Regions from separate parts of the Mus musculus genome. Here all the other regions are linked to region 5. Evidence: chromatin contacts called from public promoter capture Hi-C data. All regions are on one chromosome and are shown on one strand. The core of a region is the stretch at or near the end of the contact, and the rest is flanking DNA. Distances in the headings are between cores, read along the strand shown. Region 1 holds the start of Aamdc (adipogenesis associated Mth938 domain containing). Region 2 holds the start of Kctd21 (potassium channel tetramerisation domain containing 21). Region 3 holds the start of Rsf1os2 (remodeling and spacing factor 1, opposite strand 2). Region 4 holds the start of Aqp11 (aquaporin 11). Region 5 holds the start of Neu3 (neuraminidase 3). Region 6 holds the start of Rrm1 (ribonucleotide reductase M1). Region 7 holds the start of Il18bp (interleukin 18 binding protein).

Region 1 (2,700 bases), core at 201-2,700, 2.2 Mb before region 5:
GTTCTTCCTGACTCTGCCACCTGCCAGGACAAGAAGGAATCTTTCAAAGTACATTCAATGTGACAGAAAAACATACTAACCACTTTACTGTGAACTATCCATGCTGTAGATATTATTATTCACTTTACTAAAGTTCAAAGTAACAAAGAAACTTCGGAAGGTTATAAAGTAATTAGGGATAGGACTCAAGTCTGGTTCAACTCAAACTTACTTCCTGCTCCTAAGCATACAGTATACTGCTTCCTAAGCTGCAGGTTCTATTTATTTTCCATTGTTGATGACTTTCCCCATTCTGGGATTCTTTCTGAGAGAATGCTACAACCAACTCTGGAATGGAGTAGAACTCTGCTTCCTAACAAGCTTACTGCTGTGCAGCGAACTCCCAGCTTTCTAAGTAGAATCCTAGCTCACCCTCTAGACCTTGGCCAACTTAGAGCCTGAGCTGAGCCCAGAGTCTTCTTAGCATCTTAGTTCCCGAGTAGAGAGTGGTTCCTCAGATTTGGTCACCCAGCAGAGGCAATTCCTCATTAGTGATCCACAGAGTACCTTAGGCCCTGGTCCACCGGTTCCATCTGGCAAGGAAGCTCTTTAAACAGGACAGTAAAACAACTCAAAACAGCTTCAGGAAGTCCCTGAAACTAACCAGATTCATTAGGTCTCTCTCTGTCAGAGCAAACAGTAAAAGGTGATCGTCTCTCTCAAACTAAAGGAAGTTGAGCTGAAAAAAAAAAAAAAAAAGCCTCTCAGACAAGCTGCACTGCAAAGAAGACTCTGAGATGGGACCAGCTGCCTGGGAGGAGCAGAAGCCAGCTGAGCTGCCTGGAAGAGGTTCAGACCAGAGTCACTTGGAAAGGACATGCCAACGCAGTGAGCTGCCTGCAGGCTGTGCAGTTTTTATAATCTGTCACCCATGCTGGGGTGGGCCCTGGGGTCGCAGCTGTCTCTGAGTCATTCCTGCTCCTGTAAGTGACCCCTTATCCATGCTCCTGTTAAAATAAAACGCATTGGTTCGCCAAGTTGGACTTTGGTGTTATCTGTACTTCGGTCTGTCGGTGGGAGCTCTGTCTGGGGTGAGATGTGTTTACCGTCCCCCCAGGAAAAGTTTGGTCACACAACACTCAGGAGAGGGCAACACCCCTCAGCAAACTTTCTGAGACTTCTCTCCAGGGTCCCGCGCCAAGCCACAACCGCACCTTTCCTTCTCCTAACCTCTCTCCTCCCTGCCATTCTCTTTTGCTGCATCTTGGTGTCTCTCTTCAACTCCCTCTCTGTCTCTCTCTCTTGGTCGTCTCCGTTCCCAGATCCCGCAGAAAACTCACGCAGCGCTTCTGTTCGCGGTTGTTCCTCCAGTCGGATCCGTGCTTCACCTTTCCCTGCAGCTAGCCGAGGGACTCTGAGCCACAGCGGTTCAGCCACCAGGCCTGGAATTCGCCTTCAGCCGGCCCACACCCGAAGCTCCGCCCCCTCCCCCCATTGGCTATCGTTCTTAGAAAGTCCCGCCCCCAACCTCTCCGCCCCGCTTCCCTTGTTTTCATTCCCCCTGTCACACGAGGCAGTAGCGACCCCGAAGTGGGAGGGAAGAAGTCGGAGCCTTGAAGTCGTAGAGGGAAGGGGACGGGAAGAGGGCGGAAAGTGAAGGGCCCAGAGTGCCTCTCTGTCCCCGATCTAACTCAGTTCTCGACTGCTCCGGGCCGGCGTGGTATTGTGGGATCGCGGCGCCTGGCGCGAGACGCTCGCCGCCGCAGGGGCGTCCACTCGAGAGCGCCTCCTGTCGTCCGTAAAGCTACCCTGCCATCCCTCGGTCCCCCCAACTCCTCCCGCCCCCCCATCCCCTCCTCCTCCATCCTCCAGTTCAAAATGGCGGCGGCGGCGGCGGCGGCGGCGGCGGCAGCGGCAGCGGCGATGGCTCCTCCGGGCTGCCCGGGTTCGTGCCCCAACTTCGCCGTAGTCTGCTCCTTCTTGGAACGCTACGGGCCGCTGCTGGACCTGCCCGAGTTGCCGTTCCCAGAGCTGGAGCGGGTGCTGCAGGCGCCGCCGCCAGACATCGGCAACGGAGAAGGTAAGCGATCGGCCCGAAAGCCCGGCGGGAAGCGGCCCTGGCGCGCTTTAGCTCTCCATAGATACCCTGGGGCTCTGCGGCCGTCCCTCGCCAGGGATTGGCCTCCGCGGAGTCCCTACTCCTCGTAGCCCGGGGGTTCCTGGGTGCTGGGGAGGCGGGGCGGAGGCCCCCTAGGGCCACCGTGCCCCGCGGGGACGGAGGTGGGGGCGTCGCGGACCGGGTGTGGGCTAGGGCCCAGGAGGGGGTATTGTGCCGGCCTGACGCTCTGGGGCCGGGTCCCCCGCGCCGGTGTTGCCTCCAGTTCTTACCCCTTTAGGTGGCGGGGGAAGGGGAGCGCAGGTTCCGGCCAGCTTTGCGCTTTTCTCTTCCCCTCCTCCCACCAATCCGCCCCACCGTCTCCCGGGAGGCTGGGCCCATCTTCTCTCGGCGCCCCCTCTGCTCACTCCACCTGAGTGGGCGGGGGCCCGCGGACACTCCGCTCTCCCGGTGGTGGGAACTCCCCCGAGAGAGTCGGCTCCTGCCTTTTCCCGTCCCCTGGAGGGCTGGTCTAGCCCCCCAAACTCCTTCCTCCTTGGGAGATCTGAGTCTATGACCAGAGAGGGGGCTTCCCCCCTATTCTCGCGTAGGAAGGGGAAATGAAC
Region 2 (2,700 bases), core at 136-2,635, 2.5 Mb before region 5:
GGGAGGAGGGAGGGTCTGCAGGTCCCTGCCCTGCGTTGGGGAGGAGGGGGTTCATCTGCTGTCCTCTCAGCCCCTCACATTCATGCCCCCACACCCTGACTCCTATGGACGCCAGGGTTCACTCGGGTCTCTTGGCAGCAGAATGTGTTTTAACTCAGTGTCTTACCAAGGCAACCCTAGCATGGCACCCTTCCCCCTAGGAGGCCTCGACCAGCCCCAGGCTGGGTCCTGGAAAGACAGGAGTGAGGGCTTTGCTAGTGACAGGCAAGAACAACCCTGTTACTGAAGAGGAATTAGAGAGATGGAAGAGAAGATGAAGAGAAGTCCCCTCTGGGACTGTCCACACTCGCCCCTGATTACAGAGCCACCACTCACTAACCTCTGCTAACCCAGCCCCCACTCCCAGCCCAGACTTTCTCTGAGGGAGGACAGGCGCTTAAGCTTCAGTTCTGCAATCTGCAAGCGATGTCAAGGCCCCCGGACTCCAGGACAAAGATGATCAGACTGCCTCTGGATCCTCAGTGTCTACTCCAGTTGGGCCCCCTCTCTTCCTTCCTTACGCCTGTTTAGCCCAGACTGGGGGTTCTCCGCAAAAAGATTGCCAGGCGTCATGGTTCTAGTTGTGGCTGCTCTCAGGACTGAGAGGTACAGAAGCTGGAACTACTCAGTTGATGAAGGAGATGGTTAAGGCTCAGAGAGGGGCAGTTAGAAGGCCAAGGTCACACAGCAAAGGCCCAGAAGCACCTAGATCCCCCACCTTCCAATCTCGTGCTCTCAGAGTCCTAAAGATAAGTAAGGAGCACTCGAAATGTCAAGAGTGCAGACACTGCCCCCGCCCCCCGACATGAGCACTCAAACACCCAAAGCCCCCTTAACTCCTAGACTTCAGAGGGCCTTACCTTAGAACCCACTCCTGGGCGGGGCGCATGGGCCGGACTAGACTAGGCTGGGCCAGTCGAGGTCAGGGCGGGTCCTCCGCTCCCCTACCGAGGGGTCCCAGACCGCAGGGATGCTGCTGCTACTTTGTGATGTCCAACTCCACCCACCCCGCTCCGCACAACCCTAGATGGACCTGGGCAGTGCAACTGCGCGGTCTCAGAGCTGCGGGACGGAACTGGGAGAGGGGTGAGGTGCGGGGAAACGGGGCGGAGCCACAGCGGGGGTTACCCTGCGAGCTCCCAGTCGGGCCGCGTCCCCTTTAAGGCCAGCTGGTCCCAGTGCCGGCGGGGCGGGCCAGTAGGGGGCTGGCTCTCCGCGTAGCCTCCTGGGAGGTGGAGTCCGGGCCCGGCACGCGGCACAGGAAGGAACGCAGAGGGGACTACAAGTCCCGGCGGCCAGCGCGCGGCCCGGGACGACCCGCCCCTGCCCCAGCCCGGCCCACCCCCTAGCGAAGCTGCGCTGGCTGGAGGGGAGGCTGCCGAGCGAGGGCAGGAGGTGGGTGCGGTGCGCAGGGGTTTCGGGGAGGGCTCTGGACCCAGCGGACGCATACATGTCTTTCCGGGCACCTGTCCTGCCGTGAAAGGTCATCTGTCGCAGCCTCGCTGTTCTCATCTGTGAAATGGGGTAGCCCCGCCCGTGGCCGCGGGGGAGGGGCGCGTTTCGGGGTGAGGGGGTAGACCGAACCACCTGAGGGGCGGGGCTGGAGAAAGGGATGCGCTGTGGGAGGAGCCTTTGGTGGGTTAGGAAGAGGAGCCGAGTCTCTAGGTGAGAAGGGGACCTCTTGTTTGATCAGAAGGGACCGGTTCCAGAGCTGAGGAGTGGGTGCTGGGTTAGGTGGGCGAGCGCGAGGCGGACCACAGGGATGACAGGGACCCCTCCCAGCTCTAGTGAACCCAGGGCGTGTGGATGTACACAGCACCATTCTTTCCATGTGACTAGAAATAAAGAGCCCATCCCTGGAGCTCAGTGCGTCACACACATACTCATTCTACTCACATCCCGCCAAGGCCTCACCGTGATAACTGTTTCCAGTTGAGCAACACACCTGATAAGTGACTTGCCCCCAAAAGCCTTCAAAGACCCTGCCTTTCTCTGCCCACAGGGGAAACAGAGGTTTGGTCTGGGGTGACAGGAAAGAAGCAAGCATTGTGATGCCCCACCCATCCAAAGTTGTGCTCCAGGACCTGTGCCCTAGCACTTTCAATGCCCAGCTACAAGGCAACCCAATGCCCCACCCATCCAAAGTTGTGCTCCAGGACCTGTGCCCTAGCACTTTCAATGCCCAGCTACAAGGCAATCCAATGCCCCACCCATCCAAAGTTGTGCTCCAGGACCTGTGCCCTAGCACTTTCAATGCCCAGCTACAAGGCAACCCTTCTATGGTGTCTTCAGGCTGGAGCTATTTGAAAGCCCTTTGTTTACAGTTATCACTGTTGGGAGGAGTGGGAAGGCCACAGGAAGAGAAAGCTGAAAGGAGGTGTGGGTGCCTGAGGAAAACCACAAGATGAGCCAGGGTGGCTAGGGAAAGTTCTGCCTGCGGTTGAGGGATGGTGTTGGGACCATCTTCAACAAAGCATTTCTGTGCAAGCAAGGAAATGCCTCAGGTTGGGTGGTCTCTTCTTCCAGCCCACCCCCACCCCGCCCTGATGGGCACAAATCCCAGTGCCCCTTGTGTGAACTGAGGGGAGCAGCCTGTAGGCCTCTCAGAGATAGGACAGGGCAAGGTGGCCGTCAGCTGTTGGGTGTGAAAGGATGAAGGGG
Region 3 (2,700 bases), core at 178-2,677, 2.1 Mb before region 5:
TCAGACTCATAGGCTACTCTTTTTAAGTACTGGGGATTCAACCCAAGCTAATCCAGCAAGAACTCTATCTGCTACCCTTGGAACCTACCTTGAAAACCTCTTTCTGAAATCTACCACTTAGAAAGCACACCTACTCAACGTTTTAAACTGGAAATTTAGAAACGATATTTAACCTCTCTTCTTTGTCTATTCTTGTCTTCATCGTCACAAATTCTTCCTCTCAATCTATATCCACATGACGAGGATTTTAACCTTCAGAGAGTTCTAGAATCTTTTCTCATCCCCTCCCTTACTCCACTCCCACCTTCTCATTCCTGTTCAGGGGACCTGCCTCCTAGTCTCACTAACAACAAACTAAATTTTAAAACGTAACACTTGGAACTGACTGGAGACATGGGTCAGCTTGTGAGACTGCCTAATGCCTTTGCAGATAGGGTCACTGCGCCCAGGCAGGGTGGCTCACACCTGACTGTATGTAGGTAGGTATATACATATATGTGAGGAAAAAAATCTTTAGATTCCTCTGTTGAAAAGAATCCAAAGGGAAAAAAGGAGGAAGAAGAGAAAGAAAGATAAAACTGCTATCACATCCTCCATGTATGTTATCCAACCTAAACAGCCTTAGCCCCATAGATATTACAATTCTACAGCCAAAAAAAGTGGAGTCTAGAGGTCAACTGACTGAATTCCATCCACCAACTCTAGCTTGTGAGTTTAATGCCTCAGGTCCCATCTGTTAAAGTGGGTAATAGAAAATGTGTTCATATTGTGTATCATAAAGAAAAAAATTAATTGAGCAAGTGTGGTGATGGGTGCTCATAGTAGTACCAGTAAACTGGAGTTCGGTGCAAATCGATTATGTATTGGAAGCCAGCCTGGGATACTTAAAGAAGCCCTGTCTCAAAAACCACGAAGGAATCCATGAAGAAATATAAGAGGTAAAGTCCGTATGCTGTGTGGTCTATAGGTCTCTGTTATGGGTTTCTATTCACCAAACCTGTAGGTTTTCACTGCTCTTATTCACTGGGACCTAGCGAACAGGGAAGGCAAGGGTTCCTAACCAGTGGCCTACCTTTCCCTCGGGCAGTCTTTTGACTGTCTTGCTGCGCACTGTCCATCATTAATGTAACCTTTTCGTGCTCGTGGCATGACTCGTGGGGATGGGGCGCTCGATCTCTCCGGCGACGTGGGGACTAAGAGGTCTGGTAAATGGCTGTGTGAACCCAAGGAGAACAGGCCTGACGAGGCGGAAGCAGGGTAGACTCGTGCACCCAGCCGGGAGACTTGGGATCTCCAGATGCGTGTGGATTTTATTTCTGTGAGTCCTCCTTCGGCGAGGGACTCCTGGGGCCTGGGTCCCTTCCCGCTTTTTGTTGGGAAAGGCTTGGTATTCCTTATACATCCTCTCTCGGGGTTTGCTCCTATGACCTTCAAAGAGAACCACATAGAAAACACTCGATTATTCTAAGCATCCTTAGAGGAGCGGGAAAGGGGAACCGATGCCACGTGACAAAAGCCAGCCGGCTCGCTGCGGACCTCTGAGTTGCCTAGAACATCCCGTCTCTATGGTCAACCGCATGCTAAGGCCCTCGCTGAGAAAGTTGTTCTTCCGGGCTACGACTACTGCTTCCGGGGCAGCTCCGTGCGAGCCGCGATTGCGGTACTCGCCTCTCTCGGTTCGCGTGGAGCGATGCTTTCCCCGGCAATGAGCTTCCTCAAAAGCTTCCCGCCGCCTGGGTCGGCCGACGGGCTCCGGCTGCAGCAGCCAGACACCGAGGCTGTGCTGAACGGGAAGGGGCTCGGCACCGGCACGCTTTACATCGCGGAGAGGTAAGGTTGGGGGGCGCCGACCAGCCGGCCGGCGCTATTGTGCGGGCAGGGTGGGATTGTCCCCTCCCGAGCTCGGCTGGTTCTGTCCCCTAGCCCGCGTTTCTCCCTAACGACCTGTGCGAACCGGCCTGTCTCCTGCAAGCCTGGCGCGTGGTCACGTTGAGTTTTGAGTCTGCAGAGCCTCGGTTAGTTTTTCCGTGGGCCTAGCTTTCGGAATGGTCGTGTCAACTAGACGATTTCCCTGCGTGGAATATGTAGCTCAGATTGTGACGGGTTACGACGTTTGGTTAATGAGCTGGGATGTTCTGCTTCAAGTGTGTGTGTTTGTGGGGGCTGGGGGGAAGGACCATCTTCAGGCCCACGCAGGGCGGAGTCACAACCAGCCGAACCCGACTCCTGGATGTGCAGGTCCTGGAAGGAATTCTTCTATTTCACTACCTGCAGGATTCAGTACTTTCACAATAACATAGACATGCCACTAAAATACACACTACATACACGCTCATACCCTCCTACCCCCACCCCATACCTTCCTGTTCACCCGCCCTCCCTCCCCATTTCTTTCCTTTCCCTTCCTCCCTCCTTTCCCCCCTCTTTCTTTCATTCTTTCTTTCTCTTCTCATTCTTTCCTGTCTTTCAGAGTCTCTGGTTTACCTTTTGCTATATTCTATTTGTTGGCCACAAAGGAAATCCTCTGCTTTTAAGAGCTCGAGTTATAACATTGCTCCTGCCTAGAAAATCCAGGCTATCTCGTTTATTTCACCATCAGTAGATTAGTAATCTTAATTACATTCAAAGTCCCTTCTTTCATGGCACTGGAAAACAAATCTCTTGGGGACCAAGATTATGCCTACTACAGAGCCCAGGGTA
Region 4 (2,700 bases), core at 45-2,544, 2.1 Mb before region 5:
CTTCTCCTCGCGGTCAACTACTGACCTATCGTGCACTTTAAGCTCGAAGGAACTTTTTGACCGGATCGTTTCTCAGTAAGAGTGTCAGAAGCAATCTATACCACCTTGGCATGAGAGCCGTAACTGATAAGCTGCCTTTCTAACATTAAAACAATCCCTTTGTGGGCTATTTAAGCCTTTGGCAGTAATCTGCCACGATCTTAGTTTCGGCACCGGAGTGTCTGCTTTCTCTGGGTGTTCAAAACAGCAATGAATGAAGATCTGTATGTTGGCTCCAACTGCTAGGCTGCAAGGTGGTTAGAATAATAAGTGGCCCAGGGTAGGGTGCAGGGGGTGCTCAAATGTATCGGTAAAGAACTTAGAACCTCTGGTCATAGAGGCTCCGGACTGCCAAGTGTTTGGTAGGAATAACAAACCTGCATAGGCCAAAAAGGTGATGAGTGCAGCCAGCAGGTGGATGCGAAGCTTGGTTCGGACCTCCTGGAAGTGCAGTAGAGCGCTGTGGAAAATAAAGGAGCAGATGGCCTCTATGATGATCGCTTTGGACATGTCGGTGTGGATGGGATTCCTGCAAGCTAAGATCCTTTCGTCGTAATGGTACTTGGTCAGACTCAGGCTCCACAGGGCGCTTATGCAGTACCTGCTGCACAGGGCGCTAACCAGCTGAGCCAACAACCTCACGGCACCCATTTCGGGGGACATACCCCCCAGAATCATCTGCATCATCACGCCGCACGGGTTGCTAGCTGTGCCCACCAGGGTCAGGCCATGCACCAAGGAAAAGAAGTAGATCAGTGTCAGAGTCCAGGTGGGGTGCGCAGAGTCCTGCTCGCTCAGCACTTGGAGCTCGTGGGTGCAGCAGCAGAGCTGGAAGGTAGCTAGAAACTCCAGGACGAAGGCGTGGACCACGGGCCTGTGTAGCTGTTGCCGGGCGATCACGCGGGCCAGCCCCACGAACAGCACGAACAGCAGCATTAGCCCCAGCGAGATGCAGGTGTCCTGCACCTCGGGCCGGAGCCCCAGTAGCGCGGACATGGCTCCCTCACCGCTGGGGATGGCTGAGGGCGGCAGGGACAGAGGAGCGTCGGGGGCTGGAGTCCGAAGTCCGCCGCCCCGCCCTCCCACGCCCCTCAGGGGCGGGCCGAGTGGAGAGCCCGGGTTCCGCGCTGGAGGGCTCCTCCCCTCCCCGGCTGCGCTGTGCAGATGTGACCTGAGCCGGGGAGGGGGGGAGGGCGGGGGAAAGGAGGCGGCGAGGGAGCTGTCCCTGGGCACTGGCGGAGGGGACAACGGTCTGTAGAGCCCCACGCGCACCCGCCTTCCGCCGCCTCCCTCAGCACAGGGCCAGGGCCCCGAGACCACTGCGCACGCGCGTGGCGCCCGAGCTCTGGGCTCTCAGCGCCGGACCCCGAGCCTAAGACCGCACCACGCTGGTGCTAGAGCATGTGGCGATCGGAGCGTGGCTTGGGAACTCTGCCTTGATCTTTGCACACTCCGGAAACTGTACTCCACGGAGCCCCAGAGGTCATCTTTGCAGCCACCCCGTTTTTACTAATGGAGAGACTGAGGTTGAGGAGCGAGGAGGTGACCCTCAGGGAAGGAGCTGTGGTCAACTGGGAGTGGGCGTGAGAACCGAGGTTTGACTGGTTTGACAAGGTGTTAGAGCTTTGGTTTTCTTCACCCACACTCGAACTTTTTTCGTAAGTGTGGGGGAAAATATATATATCCATTTATGTGTAAAATTGACGTTAATTATATTCACACTTTATCTAGCTATCGCCACTATTTCCAAACTTTGGATGTTGTGTTTTATTTTTTATCGAATGCATTTGCTTAATTATCTAATTGTCTTATTTATGTTTATATATGTGCATACACACACACACACACACATATATATATATGTATGTATATACATACATACATACATACATACATACATACATACGGGGGTCGCTGTGCCCAATCTCATGTGTTCCACAAGGTGGGTCCCAGGGATCAAACTCAAGTCCTCAATTGGGCACCTTTACCTGCTGGAAGCACCTTGCCTGCAGGTGGTGGTTTAGGCATGAAGTCCTCAAAGTTTATAATGTTTATGTTATCTTCATCATGAGATATTAAAATACTAAGAAAACATTGTTTGCTTGTTCTCATTGGCATCCAGTGTGGGAAGGAAACCCTTGGATTGGTTGGCTTCCCAGAATCCTGGGACAACCTGAGGCAGGATGGAAAGAAGGGAGTTTGAGGGGCCATGGAAAGGAAGCTAGCCTGGAGCTGAAGTCTTGCACCAGCTGAGAGTCAAGTATTCCAGCACAGTTAACATCTATTGTGAAGTTTGCCTTATAGATATCCCAAATAAGAATATTAAAATAGGTGCTGGTGAGATGGCTCAGCGGTTAAGAACACTGACTGCTTTTCCGGAGGTCGTGAGTTCAAATCCCAGCAACCACATGGTGGCTCACAACCATCCTTAATGAAAAACAAATAAAAAACCTATGGTCCAGTGCGAGCGGGGCCGGAGCAAAAGGGAAGGGGGGAAAAAGGGAATATTAAAATAGTTCTGGAAGTCACTTTCTGAGGCGACCTTCCTCCTAGATGGTCTTTGTGACTTCCAACCATGGCATACCAGGGCCAGGGCCACAGAAGGTGTGGAGGGTGATGGTGCAGTCCGCCAACCTCAAGTTCAGATACTTGCCAGGCAGA
Region 5 (2,700 bases), core at 40-2,539:
TCATGTTTCACTCATCATGGCTCCAGCCGCAATAGGCATATATATGGAATATATATATATATATATATATATATATATATATATATATATATATTCTCCATACAGCCTAGCTGAGCCATACGATGTGCATACACACTGATGAAGTTCTCACAATGAAACCACATCATTGTTGTGTTCTCAGTACCAAGCCCCATCATTAAGCACTGCATTATTCTATCAATTACAACCTCCTCTTAGCACCTGGGCTGGTCTTGAACTTGTGATTCTCATGCCCCAGCCTCCTGAGTGCTTGGATTAACAGGAGCCAGGCCCCATGACTGGCTCTCATTTGTTAAAGGTTAGTAATGTGTACTTATCAGGACCATTCAAAAATGCTTTATAAACGTTAAGGCACTATACAAATTGATGTCTTTAATTATTGTGAATGCTGACCTTTTTACAATTCAGTTTTGGTTCTGCCATCACCTCAACAATTAAATTGTCATTAATTTTCACTATGATTATTCTAATAATAATGATGACAGTGGTAACACAGTGGCCTGGTCACACCTAAAGGATTCACCCAAACTATGTGCTCAGAACTAGGGGCTGAGAAGAATCTAGTACAGGTCTGCTTTGGAGTTGTTTGCTTTAGCAGATAATTCTGATTATTAATTACTGTTCCATACTCTCTCACCTTCCAACCAAGTCCTCTCTATTCTCTTTCTTGGGGAGAGTACAGTTTAGCACGACTTCTGAAGTCAGCCTTGTTTGAAGAGGAAAACTTAGGGGAGACCACTCAGTTGCAAATCTAGTATCAAAAACATTCCACCTTGGAACCTTTTTGGTCGCCCACAACTCCTCTATAGTAAGAAGACTTCACAGTCTCGGTTTGTTCCCACAGTTCTAAACTACAGCTGAAGTTTGGCTTTAGATGGAAGAAAGCAAAAGTAGAATGGTCCTAGCTGATTCTGGCTGACTCAGTCTTCCTTCCTGATGCAGGTCCCCACAGTCCCCGGCCGAATTCCGGGTGACTCTCACCCCAGCTCACCGGCTCCGGAGGCTCTCTGGGCTCTCCCGTGGAGTCTCGGAAGAAGGCCTGAAGCTGAGCTGGGGCGATGGAGACTGGATAACAGCGACAGAAACCACAGACGCTGAAACGAACCCAGTGACCGCTGCGCAAGAACTGGCAGTAATGAGACAAATATCCCAGGAGCAGAAGGAATGCGCTGGGGAGCAGGCGCCAGAGGACTGAGAGCAGCGTCTGGGTGTCAACCTCCCCGGCCAGGCCACGCCCCTTCACCGCGCAGTGCCCGCCCTGCTTGCTTCTCCACGCCCTTAACGATTGGTCTGTGGAAGGTATCACCGCCTAAAACTTCCCTAGACAGTCTAATTGTCGAACAAAGGTTCCGAGGCTCAGAGGGGACTCCTAAAAAGATAAAAGGTGGAAGGGGGTGTTTTCACACAAAGCACTGGACATTCTCCTTGCAAAAGGTTCCAAAATGTATATATTTATCAGGGCCTGGTGGTGCGGGGCTGTGGACTTTGCTAGTGTGGTAGAGACTGTTAAATTTCATCTGTCTGGACTACAAAATGAGTTTAAGGCCACCCTGAACAATTGCCCTTCTCGCAAGATTTTTAAAAAAAAGTATAAACAGAGCCGAGAAACCAGTTAGGTGGCAGAGCACTCGCCTAGCAGGTGCAACGTCCTAGGTTCACTCTCCTGTACCTTCGATAACTTATTGTATATTGTCTACACACATTTACATACATGTATCTGTCACCAAGTACTGAATCCATTCTCTTGTTTCACAATCACACGCAAGGACCATCCCATTCTTCCCCACCTACCAAAATCAAAAGAGGAAAAGGCCCCTCTTGACACACTGCAGCATCTAAGAGATCAGCCAGGGGTGGGGACAAAGAAAGCTAAAAATGACTGTTAAAAAAAAACAACAACAACACAAACAAACAAACAAACAAAAAAACAAACCGAAACAAACAAACAAACAAAACCCATCAGGTCAACAAGGCTACCAGAGGAGACTAAAAAGAAAATGAAAAAGTCACGACCAAAACAAAAACCCAAACAAACAAACATAAAAACCAAGATGTGGAGTACATTGGTATCAAAATTCACAGTGGTTCCTTATGTACCAGGTTAACATAATGAACTAGGACATTTAGCATAGTGGCATTACCCTGTGGGGAGTGACTTGTATTTGACTTATAATAGTAAGATGTATGATAGCACCCTTCACCTTATAATATAAGAAATCACACCCCCAAGTGTGGGTCTAACCACAGTAAGATAGAAAGCAGCACAGCAGGGCCGATTCGGCCGGACCCCATTCCTCCTCTGCCTGTGAGGATGCCAGGGGGCAGGGCCCTGTCCACCAAGGAGCAAAGTGACTTCCTTTTATTTCATCCCAGTCATGTTAGGAGTTTCTCTCCCAAATGGCTGCCTCCTCTAGTTCCAGTGTAAGAATATGGGGTCTTCTTTCTTTGAAGTGAACTTGATACTCAGAAGTAGAACTCACATGGAGAGAAACAATTGAAACTCATTTTTTTTGTTGGAACCAAGTAAAACATAAAGGAATTTGTCAAAAGATGAAGGGAAAGATGGAATATTAACTTAAAGGATGGAAAAACATTGACTCCTACTGAGTTTGAATCCCTGAGCCTGAGCAAATACCATGGGTACGGCAGTGAACGCTCTAA
Region 6 (2,700 bases), core at 96-2,595, 2.6 Mb after region 5:
ATATTATATTCCCCTAACATCTGAATATCAATTGTGTTTCCATATCATATTTTCCCCCTGGATAGCCCTGGTCCTCTAGCTTCATGTAGGATTTCCTATGATGTGTCAGTTGTGGGTGGAGATGGACCCCTTCTGGAGGGTGTAAGAAGCAAATGATAGGTTTTAGCGAAAGAATGCCACATACATTATTTTATGAAGATCAGTTTTATGACCGAAATTAGTTTTTATACTTGTCTTGAATAGGTTTAAAGTACGACTTTAACTATTCTTTCTTTTTTTCACCTAGCCTTTCCCCCCATTTTATTGAAAATGGATTTTTTTTTTCGCCTCACATAACATATCCTGATTATGTTTTCCCTTCTCTCCTTCCAGTTCCTCCCCATCTGGGTCCTGCCCCGTTTTGTCTCTCGTTAGAAAACAAACAGGCTTCCAAGGGAAGAAAAGAAAAAAGAAAAAAAAAAAAAGAAAGAAAACTAGCACATCAGTGTTGAACAGAACCAACAGAAGGACAGAATGCATGAGAAGGAACAAGAATCAGAGATACACTTGTTCGCACACTCAGGCGAACACTATAAAATCCCATAAAAAACACTAGTAAACTGGAAGGCAGGCAGGCCCTGGGCATGCTGCCTTAGTCTCAAGAGTTTATAAGAGCATAGAGGGCCTTGATTCTTCGGTGTCCTCCATCCCCCTAGGTTCTTACACTCTTTCTTCCTCCTTTTCTATGGGGCCCCCTGAGTCATTTGGGGAGGGATTTGATGGAGAAGTCCCTTAGGACTGAGTATTCGCAGATGTCTTGGTCTCTGCATAATGTCTGGCTGTTTTCACGTATTAATGTGGCGACGACTATCTTATTGCTGATCCTATCTCTACTACCATCCACAAAACTGTAAAAGCAAATGGACTGTGGGCCTTCATAAGAGTTTCACAGTACCCCTATTTCTGTAAGGCTGAAATTCAAACACCTTTGGTCTAGCCCCACTCTTTAACTGAGGAGTGTAGACCTACGAGCCCCGGGCTTCCTATCTGCTTCTTATTTGCGGGTTGTAGGCTTTAGTGCAAACCAGAACAAAATCTTGGTGTTTCCATAATGTCCATAATGTAAAATAGCAAAAAAAAAAAAAAAAAAGTCAGAGGGGTAGGGAAGGGGGAAGGGAGGAGGAAGAAGGAAAAAGGAAAAAGGTGTTCTGGATATCTGGTTGGTTACTTTTTTGTTATGAAATAAAAATACTCGGGAGATTTGCTTGCCCACACCCAATATGGCGGCAGGAGAACTCGTTCCCGCCAGGTCCGCTTTCACCCAATGTGGTGGAAAGGAGCGCAGTCTCCCGGGCTTTGCCCACACTCAATATGGCGGCCAAGGGACTCGTGTGCTGTCTGTCTACTGCTCAGTTTCCGCCCATTCAACTCCCGGCGTTGAAACGTCAAGAACGTCATTCGAATTCCGTCCGTCGCGTTGCTCTGCACGTCACGGGTGGCGGGAGCGGGAAGGAGTTCGTAATTCGGTTAGTCTGCTCTGGTGAGGAAAGTGCTGTCTATCGCGCAGCTTCCATCCCTCCGTCCGAGCAGCCTCTCGGAGTCCAACCCTTCACATCTGACAGTCGTCTCTGTCCCTTCTTCGCCTCGGAGCTGCTAACTGGTCTCGAACCTCTCAGCACTTCAGCTTCTAGCGGCGATGCATGTGATCAAGCGAGGTGAGGGGTCCGTGGGGATGGGGAGGAGGAGAGGGGACCCGGCTGCGGAGAGCCCAGCGGTCACTATCGCCGGCCCGCCCGACCCGCCCGACCCGCGGCGCCTCGCCGCTTCCCGCGCTTCCCGCCGCGCTTCCCGCCCTGTCTGTCAGCTGGGCCTGTGTCTGCTCAGTCTGTCCCCATTCTCTTGACCTTTGTGTGTTCCCTTTGACTTTGACTTTGTGCTCCCTTCCAGACTCCCTCCAACCCTGTCTGAGATTGTTCCCGAGCACTGTTATTCCTTGCCGCCATCCTCAGAGGTAGCTGCTTTTGGCTCCATTTTTTTAGAAGAGGTTGCAAAGACACGAAAAAGCACCCCAACACCCCCATTCCACCCCAGCTAGTAGTTGGTGAGGTTAGAATTGAAACCCATAGCTCATAATAGCCCTGTGCCTGTCTTTCCTCATTTCTTAAACAAAATAACAGACAAAAGAACCGCGGAGTCGATGATCTGGTGTAGGAGGAAATAAGGAAAAAAAGAAAAGGCAGGACACCACATTTTTTGAACATCTGTCATTTTTCTGGTCTCTTCTGAGGTGGGAGTGTAGTATCATCTCTCCTGCCTCTGCATTTTTGTGGGGAGGTTTTTTTTTTTTTTTTTTTTTTTACATTGTTTGTTCTTGGGACAGGGTTTCTCTGACTGGCCTGGAACTTACTCTGTGTAGATCAGTCTAGCCTCAAACTCACAGAGGGCTGCCTCCTCTATCATAGGTCGATAGACAAAGACTTTTAACCCAAATAGACAAAGACTTAATCCGAGTAGACATGATTAACCACTGAGCAGTCTCTGCAGACCCCAAAGACAATCTCTTAATTGTTTTAAACAGTTTTAAAAGCTGAATATACTTGATTCTTTGGTATTGCCCGCTTAATAACTGCTAATGCTAACTGTGATTTGATTATTTAGATGGCCGCCAAGAGCGAGTTATGTTTGACAAAATTACATCACGAATCCAGAAACTCTGTTATG
Region 7 (2,700 bases), core at 167-2,666, 2.2 Mb after region 5:
GAGACCAGGAAGAGCATGGGTCTTTTGAGCTTCCAGTTAAGACAGTGGCAGTTGTCTGAGGTGCAGATGTGGCTCTGGCCAAAATGACATGGACATACAAAAGCAGGACCCACCAAGAACTGGGGCCTGAGGAACAAACAGTTACAGCTGTAAATAAAACTGAAGCTCAGCTTTCTAGCACCCATCTTAGTTGGGGACAAGCTGCTACCTGGGTAGGAACAGACCTCGACCCAGATACTCCTAGGTTCTCACCAGGAACCTGAGTGGGTGGAGACCGTTTAGCCCCCACCCCTCGGCTCTGCTGAATGTAGTGCAAAGGAGCCTTGAAATGGAGCCAGAACCAAAGTAGCTACATAGGCGCTTACAGCAATGGAAGAATTGGATGGAACTTCCTTGGGGTGGGGGGTGTTGGGTAGCAGAGTTAGCCACATAGCTCCATTCCTTTAAGAGCCACAAAGCCTAATGTCCCACCTGCTGTCCAGCAGTGTCTCATGGTCATGATGACTTGCAAGCAAGTCTGGTGTCTGTGACTTCCTCTGGAAAAAAATAAGTAAAAGTCAGCTAGCCCTACATCTGTGTTCTTTCCCTCAGGCAGTGTTACTGACACCCATTTGAGCTGGTAGTTTAGAGGGCAGACCTGTAGCCACCAGCTGGGCTATCCACACTTAAGGCACTGCTGGTGTTAATAGTAACAATTTTCTCTCATACCAGCTCCAAACAGCACTTATATAACTTATACCCCCTTAGGAAGGAGAGAAAGTACTAAAAGCCAGGGACTTACCTGGGAAGCAACAGTCCGTTTGCCAGCTTGCCAGCCTCCTTCTGGGAAGGGCAGGCAGCAGTCAGCTTCTAGGAAATCGAGCACCTATTTTCACTTTCACTTTCTTAGCTAGGAATCCCAATCGAAAGCAGGCTGTTCCGAATGGGCCCCTCTCCAAACTCACAGGAATCCTCTATCTACCTCACCCCTCTCTCTAAGGTTAGCGAAGGGGTGAGAAAGATGAGTCTCTCACAGGTCTGTACCTGTCTTGCCCCTTCCACCCTTCACAGCCAACTTTCCTTTCTCCAGAACAAACTCCAAGGAGGCAGTATTTATTAGTACTGGGAACCCCAAATTGAACCACTGACCTTTTTACATTCAGTGCCTCACTGGCCCATTAATATCGTAGTTTCTCTCAAGCTCCCCCACTCCCATCCCTCACCCCAAGGTCAGGTGTATCACTTAACACCAGCCTTCACACACAGCCACAGCCACTTGTACAGGTTCGTTTTCAGTAAATTTAGATCTTCCTACCTGGCTCCTAAGCCCCGAATAGCTTCTTGGAGCTCTAAGGCTCAGCCAGGATAGCTGCCTGGCCCCAAGAAAATCTCACCACAGGAAGGAGCAACTTCCCTGCCTGGCTCGTGTACAAAACTCCCAGCCAAGCGAGAGCTGACCCCAAATAGCCAGGAAGGCACTTCCGCAACACTGGCTCCAGTAGCTCAGAGACTGGTACTTGGAAAGAACAAAATTAGAATCAAACAAAACCCTGAAGCCATGCTCCCTGCATGTGCCAGAACCTCTTGGGGCAGAACGACCAATGCGCACACTTGGGGCAAAGTGCTGTGCTCTTAGGTCTGTGATTCTGTCACCAGAGGGTAGAACTGGTGACAAGTGGGATGGAGCAGGTTGGAAGGACCTGTGGGAATAGATTCATACCTGGTTCAGATGCAGGAGGCTAAAAGCTGTCTTCTATGTGGCACAGTCACATTTCTTTTGAGCAGTCCACCTACCCTCTACCACCTAGGTTGCTGAATTCAGGGCAAAACTCCCTCAGAATCCAGGATCTCTAGGAGTTAGGTCCAGAAGTTGTGCATCCACACACAGCCATTGGGGGATTTCTCATTCCACTGGGGTTTGGGTAGGGGTGCAGGACGAGGAACTGCACTGTACCTTACAAGACTAAAGGTAAAACATAGACGTAGCCTTCACCTTAGGGAGAGGGGAGGACAAATACCAAAGGAAGAGTAGCCTGTCTCTTGGCCTTCTGCTCAGCTCTCATTCCTCTGAGGATGGAGGGAAAAAGGAAGCCACAGCTGAGTAAGAGAACAGGCTGAGTTGTGGGGGTATCAGGGTACTAGTCTCAGACTGGGGGTGAAGGCCTCAGGGCCCCTGATGCCGTAGGACAGGAGACACACACACACACACACACACTCTCACAGAGGGAGGATGGGTGAGAAGGCAGGACCAATGGCTCCAGGTTCCGGCTCTCAGGTGGGATGCAAGAAGCCAAGATACCCCAGGGGGCCCGGGAAAGAGGTGGCAAAAAAAAAAAGGCAAATGCGTGTCCAGCTTTGCAGCCAGCTCATGGAGCTTTATTCAGATGTGATGACAAGATCCTGTTTGGTTCTTGTTGCCTTCAAATGGGCCAGGCCAAATTTCTCTAGACACCCAGTGCTGCTGACCCATGATGCCCTCCCCCTTTCTTCAGACTTCCAGGACTACAGTTAGGCCTGCTCAGAAGTCCCCTTTCAGAGCCCATCTTTATTCAGGCCTCATTCTGCCTATGCACTCACCATTCTTAACGTCAGGCCTGGGAAAAACCCACAAATGACCAAGCCTACCTAGGGACGTTTCCTGGGCTGGAATCCCCTCTTAGCTTCAAGGGCACACTGATGACTGGCAGAAAACAGAGATCCATTAGTCTGTCTGCTCTGTGC

The links. Promoter capture Hi-C pulls out the DNA fragments that hold promoters and counts their contacts.
Region 1: a contact with region 5 is called in a promoter capture Hi-C map of liver, with 3 times the contacts expected there. The contact joins the promoter of Aamdc here to the promoter of Neu3 in region 5. A contact is called at or near these places in 2 of 39 promoter capture datasets (liver and pre-B cells).
Region 2: a promoter capture Hi-C map of pre-B cells shows a contact between it and region 5, with 2.7 times the contacts expected there. The contact joins the promoter of Kctd21 here to the promoter of Neu3 in region 5. A contact is called at or near these places in 2 of 39 promoter capture datasets (cranial neural crest and pre-B cells).
Region 3: a contact with region 5 is called in a promoter capture Hi-C map of liver, with 2.9 times the contacts expected there. The contact joins the promoter of Rsf1os2 here to the promoter of Neu3 in region 5. A contact is called at or near these places in 3 of 39 promoter capture datasets (cranial neural crest and liver).
Region 4: a contact with region 5 is called in a promoter capture Hi-C map of liver, with 2.9 times the contacts expected there. The contact joins the promoter of Aqp11 here to the promoter of Neu3 in region 5. A contact is called at or near these places in 2 of 39 promoter capture datasets (both in liver).
Region 6: a contact with region 5 is called in a promoter capture Hi-C map of pre-B cells, with 4 times the contacts expected there. The contact joins the promoter of Rrm1 here to the promoter of Neu3 in region 5. A contact is called at or near these places in 2 of 39 promoter capture datasets (neutrophils and pre-B cells).
Region 7: a contact with region 5 is called in a promoter capture Hi-C map of liver, with 4 times the contacts expected there. The contact joins the promoter of Il18bp here to the promoter of Neu3 in region 5. A contact is called at or near these places in 2 of 39 promoter capture datasets (both in liver).

What each region holds. Positions count from the first base shown.
Region 1 is chr7:97,578,047-97,580,746 of GRCm38.p6, forward strand. Aamdc (adipogenesis associated Mth938 domain containing) reads right to left here and starts at 1,451. Exons shown (of 5, transcript NM_001177945.1): 1 at 1,320-1,451. It overlaps Rsf1 (remodeling and spacing factor 1), which reads left to right and starts at 1,850. Exons shown (of 16, transcript NM_001081267.2): 1 at 1,850-2,059. The coding sequence starts at 1,858.
Region 2 is chr7:97,330,938-97,333,637 of GRCm38.p6, forward strand. Kctd21 (potassium channel tetramerisation domain containing 21) reads left to right here and starts at 1,386. Exons shown (of 2, transcript NM_001039039.3): 1 at 1,386-1,434. Usp35 (ubiquitin specific peptidase 35) reads right to left here and starts at 1,172. Exons shown (of 11, transcript NM_001177412.2): 1 at 900-1,172.
Region 3 is chr7:97,695,040-97,697,739 of GRCm38.p6, forward strand. It overlaps Rsf1os2 (remodeling and spacing factor 1, opposite strand 2), which reads right to left and starts at 1,428. Exons shown (of 3, transcript NR_154552.1): 1 at 1,073-1,428. It overlaps Clns1a (chloride channel, nucleotide-sensitive, 1A), which reads left to right and starts at 1,618. Exons shown (of 7, transcript NM_023671.2): 1 at 1,618-1,830. The coding sequence starts at 1,691.
Region 4 is chr7:97,736,953-97,739,652 of GRCm38.p6, forward strand. It overlaps Aqp11 (aquaporin 11), which reads right to left and starts at 1,295. Exons shown (of 3, transcript NM_175105.3): 1 at 417-1,295. The coding sequence starts at 1,035.
Region 5 is chr7:99,827,128-99,829,827 of GRCm38.p6, forward strand. Neu3 (neuraminidase 3) reads right to left here and starts at 1,290. Exons shown (of 3, transcript NM_016720.2): 1 at 1,031-1,290.
Region 6 is chr7:102,440,350-102,443,049 of GRCm38.p6, forward strand. Rrm1 (ribonucleotide reductase M1) reads left to right here and starts at 1,346. Exons shown (of 19, transcript NM_009103.3): 1 at 1,346-1,694; 2 at 2,638-2,700. The coding sequence starts at 1,676.
Region 7 is chr7:102,016,816-102,019,515 of GRCm38.p6, forward strand. It overlaps Il18bp (interleukin 18 binding protein), which reads right to left and starts at 1,417. Exons shown (of 7, transcript NM_010531.2): 1 at 1,295-1,417; 2 at 782-849; 3 at 472-536; 4 at 1-126. The coding sequence starts at 499. It overlaps Rnf121 (ring finger protein 121), which reads right to left. Exons shown (of 9, transcript NM_029211.3): 9 at 2,322-2,700.